2 separate regions of the Macaca mulatta genome follow, and region 1 is linked to region 2. Evidence: chromatin contacts called from public Hi-C data. All regions are on one chromosome and are shown on one strand. The core of a region is the stretch at or near the end of the contact, and the rest is flanking DNA. Distances in the headings are between cores, read along the strand shown.

Region 1 (5,592 bases), core at 2,631-5,130, 140 kb before region 2:
CACTACAGCCTGAGCAACAGAGTGAGACTCCGTCTCAAAAAAAAAAAAAAAAAAAAAAAATGCATGCAACTTGTTAGAAAAGACACTTATTTTATGTTTGGTAAAAATACTGAATATGAGTTTGTTTTTAATTGAACTGGCCCTTTTTGTTCTTAAAGCCAACACATTCCAAAATATATTTATTGACATTTACTCAAATCAGCATTTACCATCAGTAGGTAAATCCATCCAGCAGGGATAGAGGAATAATATGTGATTTCTGATCTCAACTTAATATTTTTATTAAAATTTATGCAAATATATTTCACTTGCAAGTTAATTAAAGCATTAAAATCACAGGAAATTTCTCTTGGCCAGTAAGACTAGGACAGAAATTCCAATGTAGTTCCCACAAACCTAATCCAGTCGAACCAGTCACTGAAATCCACAACTTAAAATATCCGTAGTCCATACATGCAAAGCAGGAAAAATATCTCTGTTTTAGTACTTTTGTGTGGAAGTCAGTTTTCTTGGGTTGCTGCAGAACCACCTGCAGACCCTGTAATAATATTGAATATATGGCCAGGTGCAGTGGCTCACGCCTGTAATCCCAGCACTTTGGGAGGCCGAGGCGGGTGGATCACCTGAGGTCAGGAGTTTGAGACCAGCCTCACTAACATGGTGAAACCCCATCTCTACTAAATACAAAAATTAGCCAGGCGTGGTGGCGGGCACCTGTAATTCCAGCTACTTGGAAGGCTGAGGTGGGAGAATCACTTGAACCAGTGAGGTGGAGGTTGCTGTGAGCTGAGATTGCATCACTGCACTCCAGCCTGGGTGACAAGACTCCATCTCAAAACAAAAACAAAAAATGAAAAACAAATGAAAAAACCCCTGAATATATGACTCTATTCATTAATTTAGTGGTCTAGGTAGACCCAGAAAATTAAGTGTGATTTAAAGAACAACTCAGGGCAGGTCTTGCTCACCTGACCTCCTTCTGCACGCTTCCTGAATTGCAGTAATTGTGGCTCTAAGGAGTTACACATTGGGAGTTTATAGCACAGCCTGGGGCTCAGCTGTGTCTTCTGTAAACAGTGCTTGTCCAAGGTAAAGCTTCCTTATAACCACAGAATTTTAAATGGGTGTTTTAAAGTCAATGGAAAAGAAAAAAAACATGCTCCTTCTCTGCTTAACCCAGTTGTCGTCTACTGTGTAGGTTTTGTTCACATTGCGTGAAACTAGTGTTTTCCCAGGCAGGCAAGCAATGTGTTTACCTATTTTATGGTTTAATTAGAAGGAAACTGGGGCCGGGTACGGTGGCTCACGCCTGTAATCCCAGCACTTTGGGAGGCCGAGGCGGGCGGATCATGAGGTCAGGGGTCTAGATCATCCTGGCTAACACGGTGAAACCCCATCTCTACTAAATAATATAAAAAATTTGCCGGGCGTGGTGGCGGGCGCCTGTAATCCCAGCTACTTGGGAGGCTTAGGCAGAAGAATGGCGTGAACCCAGGAGGCGGAACTTGTAGTGAGCTGAGATTGTGCCACTGCACTCTAGCCTGGGTGACAGAGCGAGACTCCATCTCAAAAAAAGAAGGAAATTGTATTATGTATGACCAGTTAACTAGTTATTGCCTTTTTTTTTTTTTTTGAGACAGGTTTCACTTTTTCCTCCCTTCCTTTCTTCTTTCCTTTCCTCCTTCCTTCCTTCCTTCCCTCCCTTTTTCCTTTTTTTTTCTTTCTTTCCTTTTTATTTTTTGACAGCGTCTCCATCTGTCGCCCAGGATGGAGTGTAGTGGTGTGATCTCGGCTCACTGCAACCTCTGCCTCCCTGGTTCAAGCGATTCTCCTGCCTCAGCCTCCCGAGAAGAGAGACTATGGGTATGCGCCACCACGCCCAGCTATTTTTTGTATTTTTAATAGAGACAAGAGTTCACCATGTTGGCCAGGCGGGTCTCAAACTCCTGACCTCAGGTGATTCGCCTGAGGTGGCGTGAACCCGGGAGGTGGAGCTTGCAGTGAGCCGAGATCACCCTACTGCATTCCAGCATGGGTGGCAGAGAGAGACTGCATCTCAAAAAAAAAAAAGAAAAGAAAAGAAAAGAAAATTTGTCTATTAAATTTGAAAATTAAAAATTATATTCTGCAAATTTGGGCAAAAATATAGTAAAGTAGATTAATTCATACATTGCTAATTATACATTAGAATAATTTTTGGAAAGCAATTTAGAACATCATGATTCATTAACAACAAGGATGTCCACCATATGGTAATGGTTAAGAAAATTATTAGATTGGTGCAAAAGTAATCGCGGTTTTTGCCCTTGAAAGTAATGGCTAATATCAGCAGGGCTCAGTGGCTCTGGGCACTTTGGGAGGCCGAGGTGGGCGGATCACTTGAGGTAAGGAGTTCAAGACCAGCCTGGCCAACATGGTGAAACCCCATCTCTACTAAAAATAGAAAAATTAGCCAGGCATGGTGGTGTGCGCCTGTAATCCCAGATACTTGGGAAGCTGAGGCAGGAGAATCGCTTGAATCTGGGAGGCAGAGGTTGCAGTGAGTGGAGATCATGCCACTGTACTCCAGCCTGGGTGACAGAGAGCAACCCTGTCTCAAAACAAAAACAAAACATAATAGCTAATATGATCCAGCTACACAATATATATTAAAGAAAGACACTGTGGTAACAGAGGAAAATGCTTATAAGTAATAAAAAGGCAGGACACAAAATTTAATATGTAGGAAGTTTCAACTATCTGAAAAAATCATTATGTATAGCCAAAATAGCAAGAATAAAGGAAACAAGACTGGAAAGATTGCCACCAAAATGGCAATAACATTGCATGAACACCATGAAAGTCTGAATGATCTTTCCCCACTTTCCTGTTTTCTAAATCCTCTGTAATGTGATATGTCGCTTTTGTTGTTGATCTGAATTTAGTAGACCATGGGAAGTGTGGCCTGTTGATTCTATAATCAGAGATCACAGAATTAGATGGAGTTTTTGAAGGGAAACCATGATTTAATAATTAAAGAGGTAGGTTAAACTGAGACATTTTAATATTGTGCTATCCAAGGCCAATTTTGGGTGAAACTGTGAGGTTGACTTTGAATTCCTCCTCTTTTGTAGCTTCCTCCAGGGCTGCGGGTAAGGACTAAGACATTTTACTGTGTCTTAAGAGGGTTCCTTCTCCCCCCGTTCAGTTTGCACCCCAGAAATGACCCATTCACACTAAGGTTAAATGTCCCTAGGTATATCTACCTGTTATCTGGGATTTGAGCCTTAATCTAAATTCATAAATGAACTCCTAAGGTGGAATTCCAGGACTCACACATGTGGGGAGTGTGTCCCAGGATAGCTGTGTTTGAAATGCTTGTTCCCCGCTGCCATAAAGAAACAGCACTTGAACATTAATTTATTTAGTAAGGCTATTTTTACTTCTGCAGAAAGGGTACACTCACCAGCAGTTTTGCCAGAAGAGTACACCCAGCAAAGGTGACAGCGTCATTTATAACCTGACACATCCACTCTACTGGTGTGTCCAGTTTCCATTGGCTGGAAAGGGAGGTCACATTCTGTATTTGCCCCAATTGGCTAGCAACTTAGAACTTTTTAAAAGAGGCAAAGGTAGAGGAGAACAAAGGAAGGAGGAAGTAACTTATGGAATGCTGAGAAAGATAAGAACACTTTTAAATAGGGAAGAGGAATACGCTATGACCTAATGCTTGCTTGGACCAATATAAGCATGCCAGGGCAAATATTTAGGCTAAATTGTGGAAGTTAAGAACTTAAAGCACATTGATTTCTTTATTACGGCTAGCAGATATTTAAAAATGTTAGCACGGGTCTTTGAATAAATTTTGCATCTAAGATATGTTACTATTTATTCCTAAGGAAAGTCTTTGAAGAGGAACTGCTACTTTACTTTTTATAGCTGAAAACACCAAGATAGCTTAAAACTACCTGGAGGTAGTCAAACTACCTTGGAAAAAGGTGAGTCATAGTGGCACAGTCAATTATTCTTAGATCAATAATAAGAACTGTCAGAAAGGGTAAAATGTAAAATTATAATTTACAATAAAAGTTGAAAAGCCTTAGAACAATGTGGATCTGGGCCCCCTCCACACTCCCTAATCTGGGAGTTACTATGTGGGTGTGATTGACTAATGATTATTTATTTATTTTTAGAGACAGGGTCTCATGTTGCCTAGGCGGGTCTCAAACTATGGGCTCTGAGCGATCCACCTGCCTCAGCCTCCCAAAGTGTTGCTATTACAGACGTCAGCCACCGTGCACTGCCTACCTGCGGTTTAAACAATAAAAGCGGCCGGAAGCGGTGGTTCAGGCCTGTAACCCCAACACTTTGGGAGGTTGGAGGATCGCTTGAGCCCAGGAGTTCGTGACCAACCTGGACAACAAGGCGAGACCCTGTCCCTACAAAAAGTACAAAAATTAGACGGGCGTAGTTGCTGGCGCCAGTAATCCCAGCTACTTGGGAGGCTGAGGCGGGAGAATCACTTGAGCCCGGCAGGCGGAGGTTGCAGTGAGTCGCGATCGCGCCACTGCACTCCAGCCTGGGTGACAAAGCGAGGCTACGTCCCGAAAAACAAAAAAAACCCCAAAACTCCCAAACCCTCAACAGAAGATACGGCGATCTGGGAAACGTGAAGTGGGATCAGGGAGGGCTGTGAGATCGCAGGCCCCGCCGCAGCAAGGCGCCTGATGAGAGCTCCCGCAGGCCTTAGCAAGCCGGTGCCCTCAGCGGACGATGTTCAGGGACCAGTGGGCGAGGCGCTCGGACAGGGCGGACCCGCCTCCAGCAGGCACCAGCACCACGCTGCCGGCATCGGCCGAGATCCCTCCTGGCAGTTCCGCCTCAGGCTCCGGTCTGCGCAGCCGCGGGAAGCAGTGCCCAGTTTTTCCGCCCATCGCCACGACAGCGACTGCATGGCGGGCGCAGAGTTGCGGGCGGCGCTGGAGCAGCGGCTCGGTGCCCTGGCCATCCACACCGAAGTCGTGGAGCACCCTGAGGTGAGACCCCTAAAAGTGACCGCCGAGACAGGCCCAGCGGGGTGGGCTGTGCTGCACGTCCGTCGGGCTAAGATCAGGTGTCTCAAGGTCAATGTACCGTGAGAACGTCGCTCCTGGAATATTTCCCCGGTCTCAAAATACGAAGGTAACCCTGCAGGGACAGCAGAGGACTTACGTCTTGGGACCATGAGGTTACTGCAAGGAAATCTTTCCTCTTGGGAGTGATTTGCTTACATTCCGTGTTAAGAACTAGCACAACATACGGAGGACTGTGCATCTTAAATCGGTCTGGGGTGTTGGGTCAGTCTGTCCACTTTTTGTGTAGATAAAATAAGCAAGTGGTTAACACTGTGTTCAGTAGGTACGACGTATCGGGCACCATACATAGAGCAGGACACTGAGGTTCAGAGTGATATTTTTCTACCGTGGTCAGGGTTGATCACAAAGCATGCAGCATGGCAGAAACCACAACCCCTAAAAGTGCTTACCAAAACTGACAGGCCTGTATTTTCATAAATTGTAACATTTGTTGTGTTTTGATAGGAAATCTTCCTTGCATTTATTTATTTATTTGTGA
Region 2 (5,296 bases), core at 1,749-4,248:
AAATAAATGTGTTGATCTTCTTTTAGCAAATTATTCAAACAAAGCAAAAGTATACTTTTTTTCTTTTCTTTTCTTTTAATTTATATAGGTCATTTACAACAGAATTAGGACACCAAAAAAAAAAAAAAATCTAAAGAAACTGAGAGGTGGAACTGAAAATACAGAAGCAGAGTTGTGGTTTGGAAAGGAGCTACCCCTCATGAAAAACAGCAACCTGGCAACCACTATTTTGGAATACCATCATTTTCAAAATATACATGTATTTTTTAGCATAAAACTGCATTCGAAGTGGAAACAAACTAATGTATTTGTTTTTAGCACCTCAGTTAAGTATTTAGGATGCAAAAAAAAAAAACCAAATTTTTTTGGAAAAAGAATCGTTCAAATAAAATTAAAGTGGAAAACTAAAGTAATCTATTTCCCTATTTTTGTGAACACACATTTTTTTTTAGCACACAAATTCAAAATTTTCTGTCTAAAAATAAGCACATAAAGAGACATAGGGGAACAAGTTCTGAATATCTAGTGTAATGGCTACCCTTTCTGTCATGTAGTTTCCCCAAAACAGAAGTCAGTTTATTATCCTACCATTTTGCTTAGGAAATAGTTAGATATTTTGAGGATAAAAAATAATTCCATTACACAGCTGTCAAAAATATATTTACTAACCCTGGAAATAATGTCTACGCTCTTTTTTCCTTTCTTAAGGAAAACATATATACATATTCAGATAACATACATATTTCTTTGGGTGCCTATGAAAATAAAACACTGGTTGAAAATGTGTAATAGTATAATACTTCCCTGTAGGATCAACACGTACATGAAAAACAGCCCACAAATATCTTTGAGCACATAGAGAAGTTAACGAGAGCAATTTTTTATAGATTTGACTTCTACCGTCTTAAACATAAAAATCTAAATCAATAAAATACAAACGATAAGGTTATCAGAGCAGTAAGGTAGACTTATTCTCTAGTAACAACTATTCATTAATAACACACCGATTTCCCATACATATAAAAGTTCCAAACTACCTCTTCTAATCAGATTTTATTAAAGAGAAATAAGCCTAAGTACGCATTACTTTGAGCACAACTGAAAAATTCAGTTTGATAAACTACATTAGCGTACTTAGAATGCACGTATGCTACAATATCTGTAATTGGATAAAAACTGAGTTTTAATTTTACTAATCCAGCTACCAATATACTTTCACTATTCAATTCCCATCTCAAAAGCATACTTTCCTACTTAGTACAAACCCAATATTATAAACACAAAAGACAAAGATTTGCCCACTAAGTCGTTATCTAATTGTTATTAAGACTTGATACTTGCATTTCAAAACCTGTAAGAATACCTTAAAATGATCCCTAAAATATTAAGCAACCTAATAATTCACACAATAAATCATCTCATCAAGCTTTAGTTATTACAGGCATTTAAATTACTTACTACAGCAAGAGTCCTCACCAATCAGAACCGTTTGAAATTTTCCCTTCTGAAATCTGCTATTACTTAACGAGTTTCAAATTTTGAGCCACTTATTTCTAGATATAGAGGTTAATAAGAAACATTTCTGCATCAAATGCACATAACTTCACAGTAAAGTCTTTTTTCCTATCTTAAGAAACCAGATTCTCATTCTCTCTTTTATTTTACCAAATTATCAAAGAAGACACAATGTGGCTTGGATTTCAGTACTGAAGACAAGTGACGATACATGGTTGACAGAATGAAAAATTAAAGTTTCACAATTTTAACAGGTAGAATTACTAGGTTGTGATAATGGGCTGAGCGCATAACATTATCATTCCTTTCAAGATCTAATTCTTAAACCACCTGAATTTTTCTGGCCAATGAAGCAAATTAGGGGCTTAAAACATCGTGTCTCAAAGTTCACCGTATGCTATTTCTCAAAGAAAACAAGTTACCTAGGAAAGAAGGAAGAACTTACATTTGGAGCATGACCTGGTTCAGGAACACCCCATCCACCAAAGCCACATATTCATCAAGGTTGGTCCCATTTCCTGCAGTCAGAGGTCCAAACGTTTTAACCTAGAACAGAAGGATCACCACGACATGAACGCCCACCTCCATCTCTGCAGCCACAAATAACGCAGCAAAATATACAATAAAGGACACCCCACTTACCCAAGTGACCAAGGGGCTGGTCATGAACTGCTCCAGAAGGGGAGTAAAAATTTCGTTCTCCATTTTACAGAGTATGTATTTGAAAAAAGGAACTACCACAAAAATACGCCTAGGGAATTGGTCACTAAACGTGGAAGTAAGTATAAATCAATGAAAGTCCATTTCGGCAAGGGAGGAAAATCCCATCGTGGAGGAGGGGGGCACTCTCCCTCCTCAAAAAACACCCCAGAGGGAAACAAGCCGAAATCCCAAGAAGTGGCTTCGACGACGGACACCACGAGCAGCAGCCTGCGCTGGAAATGTCTGTACCGGGCGAGGAGGGGCAGAGAAAAGGCATCTGGAGGAGGAGGAAGGGAAAGGGGGCTGGAGCCCAAGACAAAAAGCCCGTCAAGGTTGTCCAGCTCCTGGAGGAGCCAGACCAGCGAAACTGCTCCCAATGAATTAATCCCAACGTGGGCTAAATGAAATACGTTAGACAGAGACCACGTTAAGGATTCCGAGGGGCCGCCAGACTCGACCTCGGCGTTCCGACCTCTACACGTTCCACCCACCGATGGGCATGGAGCCGCTTTCGACCCGCGGAGCCTCCACTGCCCGCAGCCCCTCAGCACCAACAGGCAGGGCTCACCCCTTCCCCCCGAACAGACACCATCCCTCCGCCGCCCTCAAGCCTTGCCTCCAGCCCCCTTCCCCTCCCGGGGGTGGGGGCTTGAATGCGTGTCCCTAACCCCCCAGCTTCCTAAGCCCTGCCAGCCTTTTCAGCGCTTCTCTGGGAATCCCTGGCACAAAATCACCGCCGCGCTCCAGCCTCCTCCGCCCTCTATGGAGAAGCCGGAGTAACGGCCTCAGAACCGCAGTGCCGCATCACACCCCACCCCTCGCCGCCCGCCAGAGCCGCCCGCCAATGTCGGGGACGGCCGTCAAAGGGAGCGCGTAGCTTCCTCCGCGCCGATATCCTTCCGCCGACTCCCCGCCCCTCCCGCGCAGCTGCCTCTGGATTGTGGGAGAAGAAAACCGCTGCATGAGCGCGCTCCCGAGCGAGCGCGCCCCCGGGCTAGCCCCGCCGCCGCCCAGATCCTGGCGGCGGGCGCGGGCGTGGACGCGCGTTCGCTGCAGCTGCTGGGGAGACACCCCGCTCCTCGCTTGCGCCCAGGCTTGGGGGGCGGGGACAGGGAAGGCAGAGCAAGGGGTCTGTCTGCTCCCTCGCTCGCTCATGCGTAATTATGGTTTATTTCCTCCCCGAGTGCCTTCTTTGATATGTGAAGGAAAGGGAAAGAAATCCTTCTCTTTTAAACGTGAGGGTTGCAGACAACCTTTTTCGGACAGTTTGATGTGTTCTGTAAAGCATGCCTTCCCCCCAGCAAAATGGAATAGGAAAACTCACTGCAGCAAATGGCAGAGGGACTTGAGCCGCAACTTGGTGGGTTTTTTCTGCTTCTTTTTTTTTTCTTCCAAATCCAGTCCACTAACGCATGAATATTCTTCAGAGTTGCAAGTGACATACAGTAAGATTTTTTAAAAACCAGAGCTGTCTGTCAGCACGTTGGTATTCCCTGACTGGAGCAAACGTGACTCAGACATTGTTTTTTGGTTTTGTTTTGTTTTTTGCTATTTGGCCATTGAGGGGTCGGGGTGGGGGGGAATCCCAAGCAAAATCAAGAACTACAAAGAAGAAACATTTGGAAGTCATCCAAGTTGGGTGACAAACAGATTACATATTTGTCATAAATCTCCATGCCATGCACGACTGGAACCTCGACATAATTTTAAGTTCCCTGGCAAAATCAAATGTTACTCCTCATTTAAAAGGAAAATAAAGACTTTTTTCCTGGGGTAAAATGGGCATGTAGAATGCAATCTTTTTTGAGAAAAGATAATATAGTTTTATAATGTGTGCTATGTTTACATTACATAAATATTTACATAGAGTATATATTTTAAATTAGCAGTAAAAATGTCTCTGTCATCACACAATTAAGAAACAGCACAATTTCTTAATTGGGTAGTTGGGAACCTGGACTCTGAAGTCTTCCTGCCTAGTTCCAATATGCACCAGCTGTGTGAGCCTAGGCACGTTATTGAGGCTCTCTGTGCTTTGGTTCCTTCACGTGTAAAGCAGGGCTAATAATAGGGGTAAGTGAAATGGCAGCTTATAGTAAGTGTTCTATAAATGTCATTAATGTTGTTTTTAACATTATTCCTTCAAAATAAAGAACCTTTATGAAAAAACTTGAAATGTAACCTTTCTACTTCAGTTACAGGAGAAAGGATCTTGCTTTGAGGAGTAGGGAACTGAATGCCCTTTGAAAATCATCTTAATTAAAATTAGGATGCATTCATGTGGCACTTTGCTAGGTAGTGTACAAGTAGAACCTTGAATTTCCCTAGTCAGTACACAAGCCTTCAGACATCCTTATTGCTAGCAATCTTTTCCATCTGCTCTTGATGACTTTTAAAAAAGTCTTTTAGATATGGGAGTCTCACTATGTTGCCCAGGCTAGCCTCAAACTCCTGGCCTCAAGTGACCCTCTCACCTCAGCCTCCCTAGCAGTTGGGACTAGACGTGTGAGCCACCACGCCTGGCTTGGTGACTCCTTTTTTTATTTGTTTTGTTTTTTGAGACGGAGTCTCACTCTATTACCCAGGCTGGAGTGCAGTGGCACGATCTCAGCTCACTGCAACCTCTGCCTCCAGGGTCCAAGTGATTCTCCTGCCTCAGCCTCCCGAGTAACTGGGATTACAGGTGCCCGCCACCACCCCCTAGCTAATTTTTGTATTTTTAGTAGGGACGGGGTTTCACCATGTTGGCCAGGCTGGTCTTGAACTCCTGACTTCAAGTGATCTGCCTGCCTCGACCTCCCTAAGTGCTGGGATTACAGGTGAGAGCCACTGCTCTTGGCCTGATGACTGTTTCTTAATAGTGGTCCTTTATTTGGCAAATGAAATGCAGACAGAAGGAGAGTAGGCACCAAGAAGACAGCATTGCTTTCAGGAGCAGCCCAGTGCTTGACATATCCACTTTTCTTTGTAATCCCCCAGATGCTTGACAAAACAATATGGAAGTAATTATGCCTATACTGGGTTTATCCTAGGACAAATCAATCTGCTTCATTCATAGACAAAAAAACAAAAAGTATTA

The links. A called contact is a pair of places that touch in the nucleus more often than the background predicts.
Region 1: a contact with region 2 is called in a Hi-C map of liver, with 2.9 times the contacts expected there. The contact joins the promoter of LOC718926 here to the promoter of CCDC88A in region 2. A contact is called at or near these places in 2 of 14 Hi-C or Micro-C datasets (fetal cortex germinal zone and liver).

The regions. Positions count from the first base shown.
Region 1 is chr13:69,338,236-69,343,827 of T2T-MMU8v2.0, reverse strand. LOC718926 (putative prolyl-tRNA synthetase associated domain-containing protein 1) reads left to right here and starts at 3,880. Exons shown (of 3, transcript XM_028831671.2): 1 at 3,880-3,977; 2 at 4,627-5,015. The coding sequence starts at 4,707.
Region 2 is chr13:69,200,777-69,206,072 of T2T-MMU8v2.0, reverse strand. CCDC88A (coiled-coil domain containing 88A) reads right to left here and starts at 2,998. Exons shown (of 33, transcript XM_077959562.1): 1 at 2,158-2,998; 2 at 1,961-2,061. The coding sequence starts at 2,220.